Regions from separate parts of the Callithrix jacchus genome. Here region 1 is linked to region 2. Evidence: chromatin contacts called from public Hi-C data. All regions are on one chromosome and are shown on one strand. The core of a region is the stretch at or near the end of the contact, and the rest is flanking DNA. Distances in the headings are between cores, read along the strand shown. Region 1 overlaps ETV6 (ETS variant transcription factor 6). Region 2 has its middle 19 kb from the start of BCL2L14.

Region 1 (6,834 bases), core at 1,609-4,108, 240 kb before region 2:
AAAGATTCCTGTAAGGGACAAGTAGTTGTAATTTTGTATTCCTATGTCCAATTGACGAAAACAAATTGCTGCATCTCCTTTGTTGCAAGAATTCCATGGAAGAATCTGTATAGAGTCTAGTTGGTTATATTATTGTTTGTACACTGACTCCTTTAATTCAGTAAAGACATCAATATGTGAATTTATAATAACCTAGTTAACACCTGTCAGGCTCATAGCTACGTGACTGACACATACTACTATGTAAGTGTTCGTTGTTGCTGTTACTGTTATATGCTGTGTTTTTAATAATACTTCTAAATCTTCCAAGAGTTATATCTAATGTTTCTCAAAACCCAGCTGCACAACAGATTCACCTGGTGATCATTTAAAAAAAAGATTTCATTTCCCACCTCGGGGCTACTAATATTCAGGGTGTGTACAGGCTGTAACAAAACAGAGCTTCCATTTTCTGGAGAGGTGAGACATTTCAAGAACCATATTGGGAGGGTCGTGCACATCACTGATGGAATTTAACATGTGCATGGCCATTTAGGAAGGCAGCAAGATGAAGCAGCAAACCAGCTCTGAGAGCTGAGGCTAAAAGCAAAGTCTATATCCACAGCAAATTGATACATCACTATGCATGTATAGTATAAATGTGTAACACCTGGAAACCAAGGCACTAGGCCGGGCCCTCCTTCTGTACGGAACCCCAGGCAGTCTGTTGCCCCCTTTCTTTGTGATGTTTTCCCCCTTTGTTTCAATCAGATTTTACCCGGATAGGAGGATTAGCAGAAGAGGCCGGTGTGGATGTGCATTTTGTTCTTGCTCTCCCAATGACAGACACCGAAAGGTTAGTCAAAGTCAGCTAAGAAGTTAGACAAAATCCTGAACAGGACCCACACAACTCTGAGATGGAATACGTTTAAAAATGAATCCCAGGCCGGGTGCGGTGGCTCAAGCCTGTAATCCCAGCACTTTGGGAGGCCAAGGCAGGTGGATCACGAGGTCAAGAGATCGAGACTATTCTGGTCAACATGGTGAAACCCCGTCTCTACTAAAAATACAAAAAAATAGCTGGGCATGGTGGCGCGTGCCTGTAATCCCAGCTACTCAGGAGGCCGAGGCAGGAGAATTGCCGGAACCCAGGAGGCGGAGGTTGCGGTGAGCCGAGATGGCGCCATTGCACTCCAGCCTGGGTAACAAGAGCGAAACTCGGTCTCAAAAATAAAATAAAATAAAAATGAATCCTTATTCAGAGTCGGGTCCCATCTGCTAATGGGGTTCAATTTTCATTCATCTACTTATGGAAAGCCAAACATTTCTTTCTTGCAGCTGAGCTAATGGGGAGAAAAAGGAGGGAAGAAAAAGAATTAAGTTTTATTTCCATGTAAGTGACTCAGGTTCTAATGGTTATTTTATTTGAGTGACTTACTTCATTAATAGGAACCTTTTGTTTAACTGGGACAGTGTTGGAAAAATAATTTAACAGAAATTTTAGGAGCTAAGGGAGGGTTGGGAGATGCAAAATTGAAGGAGGACTAAAATTCACACCCACTAATACTTAAAACTTTAATGCCTGCTTTTAAGGAATAGTTCTTTAATTTAAAAACACCCCACCTTACCTTCATATTCTCTCCATACTTCAGTGTTGGAACAATGGTGACTGATAGCAGCGCTTTCAGCTGGCACTGTAATAATAGCTAAAGCTTGCCTGACGCTAACTGTGGCGGATACTGTCCTAAGCATTTTGCGTCTGCTGACTCATTTTATCCTCAAAACGGCCCTTTGAGAAGTTTCTATTATTACCTGCAATTTAAGATGAGGAAACTGAGGCACAAGCCGCACACTTGCCCGTAAGTGGTGGAGCTCCCCTGTTCACTTAACCACGTTGCTCTATGGCTGTGTTGCTTACCACAGGTGCCTGTCTCATAGGACTTTATGTCCTAGACTAGACAGGGTTATAGAGGTGTTTGAGTTAGGAACAAAAAGCTGTGCTCTTCCTTCCACACAGCATCTCATTCAGAACCACTGGTGACTTTCTTTGGGGGGACCACTAGGAGAGATGAGGTACAGAGAACCCTAGTAAATTAATCAAGGTCACACAGATGAACAGTGGCTACCACTGTCAGCTAGGATTCCCAGGTAGGACTCTACAGCTGGTAGAATGCCTCCCTTCCCTTATTATATTAACTTTGCTCTGTCTTGCCACTCAGGAGGCAGGAAAAAAAGATCAAGGATGAGTATGTGCCTCCACTCCAGTTACCTTGTGAAGCACCGTGTGACTCTTATATGTATTTCCCAGGCATAAACCTGAGTTCGTGGCAGAGCAAGCCAGAAAGGCAGAGTTCTCCTTTTGTGCATAGAAGAGAATACTCTTGCCTCAGCAGCAGAGAACTGTGTCCACTTACTGTTTATTTTCCTCCCCCTTTTTCTTTTTTCTTCATCAAAAAGATATGAATGCTGAGATCATCCCAGAGAAATCTAGAATAAATACCATGAGAAAATGGCCCCTCTGAAAGGCATCTTGTACTCCTGCTGTTTGTAAATGTGAAAAGCTCAGCAACCGGGCAGCTGGATGGGTATAAATATAGCCCACAGCACTGACGCCCGCTGAATCCTGCTTTCTTAGATGCACAATGAGAACCCACGGAAGTCAGGGAAGGAGCAGTAAAGCCCAGTCAATCAATCAGCCTCTCTCTCTCCATCCTGGACCTTAGTGTGGGCGTGAGGATAGAAGCAGCTTTAAGAGTGCACTTAAAATAGCTCTTGGAACTGGACATTGGCAAAGCTCAAAGACAGGGAAGATGCTTCCTATGAAACTGACCTCTGCCTGACCCTTACCTGGGGGCTATTTTGACCATTCTGGTCCGTGATCTCAGGGCTGTGTTCTTTCTCAGTTCAGCTGCTTGGGCACAAGCAGGTTTTCTAGTGCGCGCTCCAGGCGTTTGGCGCCTCTCTGCTGCCTCCGTCCTCAGATATCTTATTCTAACTAGACTCAGCTGTCTAAAGCCTGGGGATTAAAAATAGCCTCGTGGTGCTAGCTGTGGAATCGAGGGAGAGATACTCAGTGAGCAGAGAGGTCAGCTTGATGCAAGACACCTGACTCTCAAACCTATGGGTTTCATTGCACCTGAGGTTTTTTTTTTTACTCTCTTGAGGTATTTTCCTTTTATGCTCTATCAGTGCCCATTTTTTTATGGCTATGCAAGATAAACCAGTCATTTCAGATTTGTGGGGATCAGTAAAAGTCTGGATTTTGGCAGGAGAAAACCATTATTTTACTTAGTGGTTCCCAGAAATAAATTATCTCTAGTTATCATTCCATGAAGACATCAATGAGATTTGCCACTGAGGCATACATTTGTCTTCTCTTTGTCATTTGGTGGTAAATAATTCAAAGAAAGAAGTTACTTTCATTGTAACTGCCCACAAAACTTAATAATTCAACTTATATGTCTTGTTTTGTGACTGTTGAACTGACAATAACAACCTTTCTCTGCTGTCCATGGCATTCCGTTAGCAAGTGGCATAAATATTATGATACTCACCTAATCAGTTTTTAAAGTCTGTGTTCAGGGATAGTCTAAGACTAGGAGCTGTATGTGCGTATTTGCGTTTAGTTGTTTCATGGGATGTAAGCTGGATCTGTGCCTTCCTTTTAATCTCTAAGATTGCTTCCTTCAGATGGAACCTCAGTGTATAATATTTATAGAAATAAAGCAGGAACTGTGGCGTGGTTAAAGCAGAATATATTTAAAACATTAAACTTCGGATCAGTTAGGGAAAGCCCTGAAGTTGAAGAGCTCGGGGCTCTGTGGGTCCACTGGTGGCCGGAGAGCCCAGCATTGTCCATCTCACAAACTTTCTGCTTCTGATTCCTCGTCCTTGAAACTGGTGCCCAGTTAACAAAGAGCACCAGCCGCTCTGGCCTTGGGGATGATGCACAGAGGAGGGGCACCTTCCAAGGAAATCAGGTCAGTAGAGCCAAAGTGAATGATTTCAGTCACCATTGGAACCGTGACAGATTCACATTTTAATGATTGATTTCCTAAAAACCATTCATGTAGCCCTTGGAAGTTCACCTTGTCACTTACTGGTGTGCCCTTCAGGGCGTCTGTCCACATTGATTTCATCACCGCATCTCCACCCATGGATGGCACGGGCCAAACCCACTCATATTCCAGAGAACAAGGTGCAGTTTCCGTGGTATATAAAAAGACAGTACTGTACAGTGGGTAATAACATTCCAATTCTGGCTCTACTCCTTCCCACTTCTGAGCAACTTGGAAGGTTGCCTGACCTCTCCAAAGACCTAGATAGCATGGGGTTAATAATAGTGTCCACTTCATAGGGTTGTTCTAAAAAATAAGTGAAAATATAAATGTAGAACACTGTGTCTGGCACACAGTGAGGACTCAGTGAATGTTGGCCAAGAGGGGAGGAGGCTGCTACCCTTATCTGTTAGCTCAGCTTCAAGAAGCCTAGCAAAGTAACATCGTGAATTTGATCTGAGTGGTCACAGCAAATCCATTCCCTCACTGATGAAGCTCAGATTGCCTTGGCCACATTCTTTAAATTTTTCCGTTTGCCTCTGAATGAAGCATTCACTTCACATAGATAAAATACAGACACGTCAGCCTCCAGTTCAGCCACTGTCCAGTCAAGCAGGAAAGTACATTGTGAGTGAGTCTTAAGTGAAAAGGACTAGTTATGATGCATTTGAGACAAGAAGAGTTACAGGCTCTTCCTTTCCTTGAAGGAAAGAAAAAAAAAACACTGCATTAATCATCTGGTTCTTGGCCAAGATTCATATTTACCTGTTATGTGCCATATTCATATTCACTCTGTAATATGGCAGCCTCATGACATTTATCATTCCAACAGCCCATAACAGATGAGGGGACACAGATCACTTGTCCAGGGTCATCAAACTTGTCAATGGCAGAGTGAGTGTTGGCACTCAGACCTTCTGACTCTCAACTCGGTGAGATACAAATAAAACAGTGAGGCCGGGCACAGTGGCTCATGCCTGTAATCGCAGCACTTTGGGAGGCCAAGGCGGGCGGATCATGAGGTCAAGAGATCGAGACCATCCTGGCCAACATGGTGAAACCCTGTCTCTACTAAAAAAAAAAAAAAAAAAATACAAAAATTAGCTGGGCATGGTGGTGTGCGCCTGTAGTCCCAGCGACTCGGGAGGCTGAGGCAGGAGAATTGCTTGAATCCGGGAGGCGGAGGTTGCAGTGAGCCGAGATCACACCATGGCACTCCAGCTTGGGTGCCTGGTGACAGAGCAAGACTCTGTCTCAAAAAAAAAAAAAAAAAAAAAAAAACAGTGAAAACCACCAGCCAGCCCCCCCAAGTTTTTAGGGGCATTAAAGGCACTGGCCATCCTAAAGGTGGCTCTTACTTTTCTACATCATTACCATTGAAACCAGAGCTCCCACTGTGCACTGTCCATGTGTGGGGACCATCAACGACACCAAGGCTATGCATTGACAAGTTTCTTCTCTATAAACTTTCCCTGTCTCTTTCTCTTAAGATCTTGAATAGCACTAAGGGATCATTTCTCTTTTTTTTCTTTTTTTTTTTTTTGTTTTTTGGTTTTTTTGAGACAAGCCTGTCACCCAGGCTGGAGTGCAGTGGCATGAACAAGGCTCACTGTAACCTCCACATCCCGGGCTTAAGCAATCCTTCTGCCTCAGCTTCCTAAGCATCTGGGACCACAAGCGTGCCTCACCATGCTCACCTAATTTAAAAAATTTTTGTAGACACAAGGTCTCACTATGAGCCACCATGACTGGCCTGAGAAAATTTCTTAAAGTAGAACTTTACCTGCTTCTTGTTGAGAGGATTTAGATGTCCTTTCTTCAATGAAAGATTCTTTTTCTCCTCTAAAGAACCCAGAAATAATTTGTTGGTCCTTTACTATGATGTCCCTAACAAATCTAATCATGCCTGTCCGTTTTTCAGAGAACATTTACTCTTTCAGACGCCATTTTTTTTTTTTTGAGACGGAGTTTTGCTCTTGTTGCCCAGGCTGGAGTGCAATGGCGCGATCTCGGCTCACTGCAACCTCCGCCTCCTGGGTTCAGGCAATTCTCCTGCCTCAGTCTCCTGAGTAGCTGGGATTACAGGCACGCGCCACCACGCCCAGCTAATTTTTTGTATTATTAGTAGAGACGGAATTTCACCATGTTGACCAGGATGGTCTCGAGACGCCATTATTTTTATTCAGACAATGTGCCTAGCAGTAGTCCCAGCACTGGAAACACAGAAATGACAAGTTACTCTCTTTAAGAAATTCAGCTGTACCCACAGAGTCAGGGTCATAGGGAAGTTTCAGTACCAGATAGTGGGAGGAGGGCCAGGGCTGCCAGTCGTTGGTGAGTGTGGTAAGGTGGCAGGCTGTTGGCAGTTGAGAGCTGGCATCCAGCATTAACCTTAGAAACAAGAGCTCAGAAAGCAGAAATCCAGCCACAGAGACTGGGATTCGGTCATAGGACTTCTGTTATTGAGAAGGACTGGAAGACAGAGCTGGGTAGGAAGCAAGATGGCCATCCCATTGCAGTGAAGCCTTGTTTTTAGGTGGCAGACAAGGGCACAGTAAAGCCAGCTGGAGTGACTCAATACTGATTGCCTGAACCACTGGTCCCAAGCTTCCTCTCGAGAAAGGGTAGGACTAGGCCCGGAGTCTGAGTGGAGCTGAAGTTCAAAGTGGGGGGAGTATTAAGTAAGCCTAGCTGGAAAGGTTCTGGGCCATAGAGGCAGACAGCAAGCATCTCACTACAGCTATAACCCAAGTAAAATAAATAGGACTAATGGTATGCACAGATCTCTCATACCAGA
Region 2 (6,210 bases), core at 738-3,237:
TCACTGCAGCCTCTGCCTCCCAGGTTCAAGCAATTCTTCTACCTCAGCCTCCTGAGTAGCTGGGATTACAGGCACCTGCCACCACGCCCGCCCGGCTAATTTTTTTTATTTTTAGTAGAGACGGGGTTTCGCCATGTTAGCCAGGCTGAGTCTTGAACTCCTGACCTCAGGTGATCCGCCCACCTCGGCCTCCCAAAGTGACGATTACATGAGCCACTGCCCCCAGCCTATTAAGTTTATTTTTAAAATAAAGTAACTGAGCTACAACATTACAATGGCTGCAGTGTCACTAGATGATAGGAATTTTTCAGCACCATTATAATCTTAGGGGACCACCTTCATACATAATCGGTTTTCGACTAGAACATCCTTATTCAGCACGTGACAGTAATTACAATGAAGGGAAAGATGAAGGTCATAATTCTAGTGTATCTAAAGTGCTTTAGGAGGTGAACTGTTAGAAAAGCCAGAAACGTCTTCACCTTGGAAGAAATATTTGACCTGGCTCTTGAAGGATAAATAGGAGTTCAGTACTCAGAGACAGGTGCAAGTGTTCTTCAGCCTAAGGCAGGGGCATGAGACACAGCTGGAAGGGTTTGCGAGTGGGTAACGAGAACTCACACGCACTGGGGACTAGACAGAAGAATGTGGTAACACGTGGACCTAGCACCATGATTTTTCAACCTGGGCTACTCATCAGAAACACCTAGGGAGCTTTTAAAGCTTCCAGGGCCCAAACCACATTCTGAACCACTTAAATCAGGACGTCTGGGGCTAGGAGCCAGTCATCAGTAATTTTTTTTAAGCTCCCAAAGTGATTACACTGTGCTGCCAGGTTTCAGAACCACTAGTCTCTAAAGGAGGGATAAGGATTTCCAGCAGCCCCGGAGGACTGGCCCTGCTGGTGACCCTGCAATCCTGGCACGCACACCTGGCACGCACACCTGGCACGCCACAGCCTTCAGCTGTTTCCTGCCGCTCCTTCCCCCCACCACCACCCCCAGCATTTTGCTCTGAAAATGGTAGTTCTCAAAGTGTGGTCCCCAGACTGTAGCATCAGCCTCAGGGGGAAATTGTTAAAAATGCAAATTTCCCAGCTGCACCCAGGACCCACTCACCCAGAAACTCTGGGAGTGGAGCCCAGCAAGCGAGGCATGCTACGGTTTGGAAGCCACTGCTCTGGAGCACTGATCCCTCCCAAACGGCAGCAAAGCAAGTGCCTGGGTGTGGCTCCGGCTGTGCGGGTGCTACTGGTATCTGCTGGAGTCACCGCTTCATCACGGAGAGCCCATGGGAGTTGGCCTGGTGTCCCCACGTTGGCCAGCACGTTGGTGACCACCAGACAGTGGCCTTTAGGCTGGAATCGAAGGTACCAGAGGGCTGATAGCTCAGTTCTTTTTTATGATACCAAGAAAAGACTTCAGATTGGAGATATTGGGAATTCGTTTTATTTTTTAATCCTCTTTTAACACAAAGTGGCCCCTGGAAAGCAAACTTTCAAGATATTTCAAATCAGAACTGGCCAGGAAATCCAGCACGTGGACAGACATGGATAGCATGTGCATTTTTCCTTTGGAGGACGGGGGTAGGTTTGGGTGCTGGAGGGTGTTACCTGGGGGCAGAGCAAGAAGGAAGAAAGGGCACTGCTGGTTCCCACCTCATTCATCCCCTCCTCTCAGGTCCCAACCTGGCCGGAATTAACGGTCCCCGGGAGGAAAATGAAAAGGAAAGCAACAAAGGAAATGAGTTCGCCGTATAGAAAGGGAAATTGCCTTTCCCTTTAAGGTCAGACTGGTCCCAAGCAAAGGACTGGTGCCGCCCTACTGATCGCCTCTGCTGGAGCCCTAACGCTGGAGCGCTTTTGCCCTCGCAGAATAACCGGGACTTTCTTGCAGCTGGAACCAGCCACGTCCTGATTCCACACTCCGGTGAGAAGCCAGGCAGCTCTCCGCTCACTCAGTGAATCCAACGAGCACCAAGTGCATTCTCTGCTACACGATTGAAGAGGGCAAGCTGTCAGGGGGCGGGGGGTGGTCCCACCTCCTTCCAACTCAACTATTCTGAGCTGAACTACTAGACCCGTTTTGTTTTTCTTGTTTTTTCCTGCTTCAGTAAATCTGGAAAAATCCTGCAGGTCTGAAAAACTGCTGGACTTGACCGCGTGTATGCAGCGCCACCTGGTGACCACAGCTTATCAAAACAGCTTCCTTCCGGGGCTCTTGTGGAAGTTCATCAAAGGCTCCAGCTTCCAGACAGGTACATACCCTGTTCTCATGCCCCGCCCACTTTCCCGTGGGAATGTCAGCCACTCTGATTTGTCTTGGCTGAAAACCTCCTGTCTTTGCATGGAGAAAAACACAAATAATATGAACAAGCAACAGTTTTCTTTTTCTCTTAAGAAACCAAGCATTTAAAATCTTCTAAAGCACACATTTCCCCAATTGAGAAAGGAAGCAAAAGAAAAACATCTGGCTGAGCTCATGTAACAAATGGTTGGAAATACCTTTTCCCTCACCAAGATTCCTGGGGTCCTAGTGTAGAGGAGACTTCCCTTGCCCTCGACACTACAACATCCTGGCTAAAAGCCAGTTTCCAAGGTGATATTTAATCTCACCTTGGACATGAAGGACCCAGGTGGGAACGAATGTGGTCTAGACGGCATGGAGGCTGTGAGGCGTCAGGAGAAATCAGTCCTGGTCCTGGCACTGCTACCCACCTGCTGTGTGACCTTGAAAAGTTACTTAAACTTTGTGGATCTCAGTGCCCCAGACTCGTGAACTTCTTTGCTACTTTTTCCCATAAATTCCATGTATTTGAAAGATGTTGCCTACCAAAATGGATCTCTAAAATAGGAACTAATAAGCCTTCTGTCTTCAGAAATCAGGTATAAATGTCAGGCAGGCCTTCTGATGATCATGATGCAACCAGAGTTACCACAGTGAGTCCACATCACAGAGAAAAACGAAAACACTTATCCCTTCTTAACCTGGTCTCCCACCCATGAATGATTTTTGTTAGGATTTCAGCATGTTGAAACTAACCCACAGACCCTGGTTACAATTTTCTCAGGCCCTGAGAGCTGGGGAATCCCAGTTTGGGAACCAACAAACTAGGAAATCTTGAGGGTAACTCTAACTCTCATGAACTAAAACAGAGTAAAGATGGAAGGCTGTGGTATGTATACGCAGGTAGAATCTCAATTTGAGAAATGGCATTACAAGGAATTAACACTTCAGAAATGCCAGCTCCGTGCCAGGATCTTTTTGGTTTTATTATGTATATTTGTCACGGGCAACATGTTTTGGAATACGTATACATCGTGAAATGGTTAAATAAAACTAATTACAGGCAGGATGCGGTGGCTCACACCTGTGATCCCAGCACTTTGGGAGGTCAAGGTGGGTGGATCACCTGAGGTCAGGAGTTCGATACCAGCCTGACCAGCATGGGGAAACCCCATCTCTACAATAATACAAAATTAGCCAGGCATGGTGGTGCATGCCTGTAATCCCAGCTACTCAGGAGGCTAAGGCAAGAGAATCACTTGAACCTGGGAGGAGGAGGTTGCAGTGAGCCGAGATCGTGCCATTGCACTCCAGCCTGGGCAACAAGAGCAAAACTCTGTCTCAAAAAATTAAAATAAAATAAAGCTAATTACATATCCATGTGCTCACAAAGTTATCATTTTGGGGGTAACTTAAAATCTACTCTCTTAGCAATTTTTAAAAATATGTTATTAACTATAATTATCATGTTGTATAATAGATCTCTTGAACATATATGCCTCTTGTCTGAAATTTTATATTCTTTGACCATCTCTCCAACTGCCCCCCAACAAGCCTGAAAGCCCTGGTAACCCCTTTTCTACTCTCTACTTCTATGAGTTCAACTTTTTAAGATTCCACATGTAAGTGAGATCATGCGGTATTTGTCTTTCTGTGCCTGACTTATTTCACGGAGCATGATATCCTTCAGGTTCATCTGTGTCACAAGCAACAGGATGCCCTCATTTTAAAAAGACTGAATAGTATTCCATGGTGTATTTTTTTATCCACATTTTCTTTATCCAACCCCATTGTCTTCATCCATCCATCCGCTGATGAACACTTGGTTTCAAATCTTGGCTATTGTGAATAGTACTGCAATGAACATGGCAGTACAGATAGTTTTCCACATACCAGTTTTATTTCCTTTGGATATATATACCCAGGAGTGGGATTGCTAGATCATATGGTAGTACTATATTTAATTTTTTTGAGGAACCTCATGCTGTTTTCCGCAATGGCTGTGCTAATTGACATTCCCAGCAGCAGTGCCCAGGCTTCCCTGTTCTCCACATCCTCACTAGCATTTGTTATCTTTCATCTCTTTGATAATAGCATTCCAAGAGGTACGAGGTGATATCTCATTGTGGGTTTAATAGCCATTTCTCTGATGATCAGTGCAGAAGTTTTAAATACAGAATCACAGTTAGTCCTGACAATAAGCTGTAAAATAGCACTGCAGATGAGGAAATCGATGCAGAGAAGCTAAAGGAATTGTCTGCACCTTACAGCTGAGACCAGAGCCAAGTCTGTGTAATTTCAGAGCACGTAATCTTTCAAAGTAATATAACAAAATCACAGCGATTTTTAGGTTCACAGAGAACAGGCAAAAAAACAAACAAAAAGAAATTATAGCAATTTCCAGGTATGAACCAGCAATCCAAACTAAACGTACTTTGTTGAATGAATATCCTGGATCTACTCTGTTCCTCCAAGTTTCCATCTTCTTAAACATAGCATCTGGGGTTTAGCAGTTACTGATAAACCTTTTGAATATCTATGCAGTGTTAATTCTTTTTACTATACATTATTTTATTGTTGTAAAGCCAGTTTTCTGACGTTTATCTGAAAGCAAAGTGTGAAGTACTTCCATTCTACTTCCTGGTGATTTTTAGTGACCTGGTGCCATGATTTGGATGTATATGCCTCCGAAAATTTATGTTGAAACTTAAACCCCAAAGGAATGGTATTAGAAGGTGGTGCATTTGGGAGGTGATTAGGTCATGAAGCCGCCACCCTCATGTGAATGGGAATAGTGCCTTTATAAAAGGGCTGGAAGGAAATAGCTAGGCCCATTGCCCTTTCATCTATTCTGCCACGTGAGGGCGCAGTGTTTATCCCTTCTGCTCTTCCACCTTTTCTACCATGTGAGAACACCAGAGAAAATACCATCTGTGGCCAGGCTCGGTGGCTCTCGCCTGTGATCCTAGCACTTTGGGATCATGAGGTCAGGAGATCAAGACCATCCTGGTCAATATTGTGAAACCCTATCTCTATTAAAAATGCAAAAATTAGCTGGGTGTGGTGGCATGGCCCGTAGCCCCAGCTACTCTGGAGGCTGAGGCAGGAGAATCGCTTGAATCCAGAAGGCAGAGGTTGCAGTGAGCTGAGATTGCACCCCTGTACTCCAGCCTGGCAACAGAGCAAGACTCAGTCTCAAAAAAAAAAAAGAAAGAAAGAAAGAAAGAAAAGAAAATACCATCTTTGGGACAGACCTTCACTAGACACCAAATCTGCTGACACCGTGACCTGAGACTTCCCAGCCTCCAATTTGTAAAAAATAAATTTCAATTGCTTATGAATTATCCATTGTGTTTTGTTATAGCAGCAGGAACAGATGAAGATACTCAGGGTCCTGTGTCATTTCAAGACATGAAAGCTCAGTTCTGTGATATTTTCTTCTCCTATTCCGTTGATAATTTTCTGCTACCCATCATCTCTTTTCTCTTTCTGAAACTTCTAATAGTTAAATACTAAACAACTCTGGTTTTTTAACCTTTATTGTCTATAATATGATTCAACTAGGATCAAAAGAATATTTAATTAAACAGTAGACTAAACAAATGAGGGATTTTTTTTTTTTCTCACACAAGTCAAGAAGTCATTGGACCAGTGTTATTTCAGAGGCTCAGGAATGTCAGGGCAAAGATCTCCGGAACTCTCTTGATCTCTTACCCATGACTGCAGGATAACTGCTGCAGCTCCATCCATCTCATCCACATTCAAGGTAGCACTACAGAAGAAGCAGAAGGAAGCAGAAAAGGTTGTATTTGTGTCAGGAAAAATTTTCTACAAACTTAAACTCATGACTCCTTGACCAGAAATGTATCAAAAGGCAAATCTAATTACAGGAAAGTCTAAGAAAGGAAGTTTTGGTATCCCACCA

The links. A called contact is a pair of places that touch in the nucleus more often than the background predicts.
Region 1: a Hi-C map of skeletal muscle shows a contact between it and region 2, with 4 times the contacts expected there. The contact joins two enhancer-like sites. A contact is called at or near these places in 2 of 3 Hi-C or Micro-C datasets (both in skeletal muscle).

The regions. Positions count from the first base shown.
Region 1 is chr9:11,498,060-11,504,893 of calJac240_pri, reverse strand. All of the region lies in intron 4 of ETV6 (ETS variant transcription factor 6), which reads left to right. Among named protein-coding and RNA genes, the nearest start is that of ETV6, 150 kb to the left of the region's middle. Within about 2 kb of position 2,858, at least 3 of the 16 cell types and tissues checked have an H3K27ac peak or open chromatin away from gene starts, as enhancers often do. A contact at or near this core is called in skeletal muscle, where this site is marked.
Region 2 is chr9:11,253,333-11,259,542 of calJac240_pri, reverse strand. No RefSeq gene overlaps it. Among named protein-coding and RNA genes, the nearest start is that of BCL2L14, 19 kb to the right of the region's middle. Within about 2 kb of position 1,987, at least 13 of the 16 cell types and tissues checked have an H3K27ac peak or open chromatin away from gene starts, as enhancers often do. A contact at or near this core is called in skeletal muscle, where this site is marked.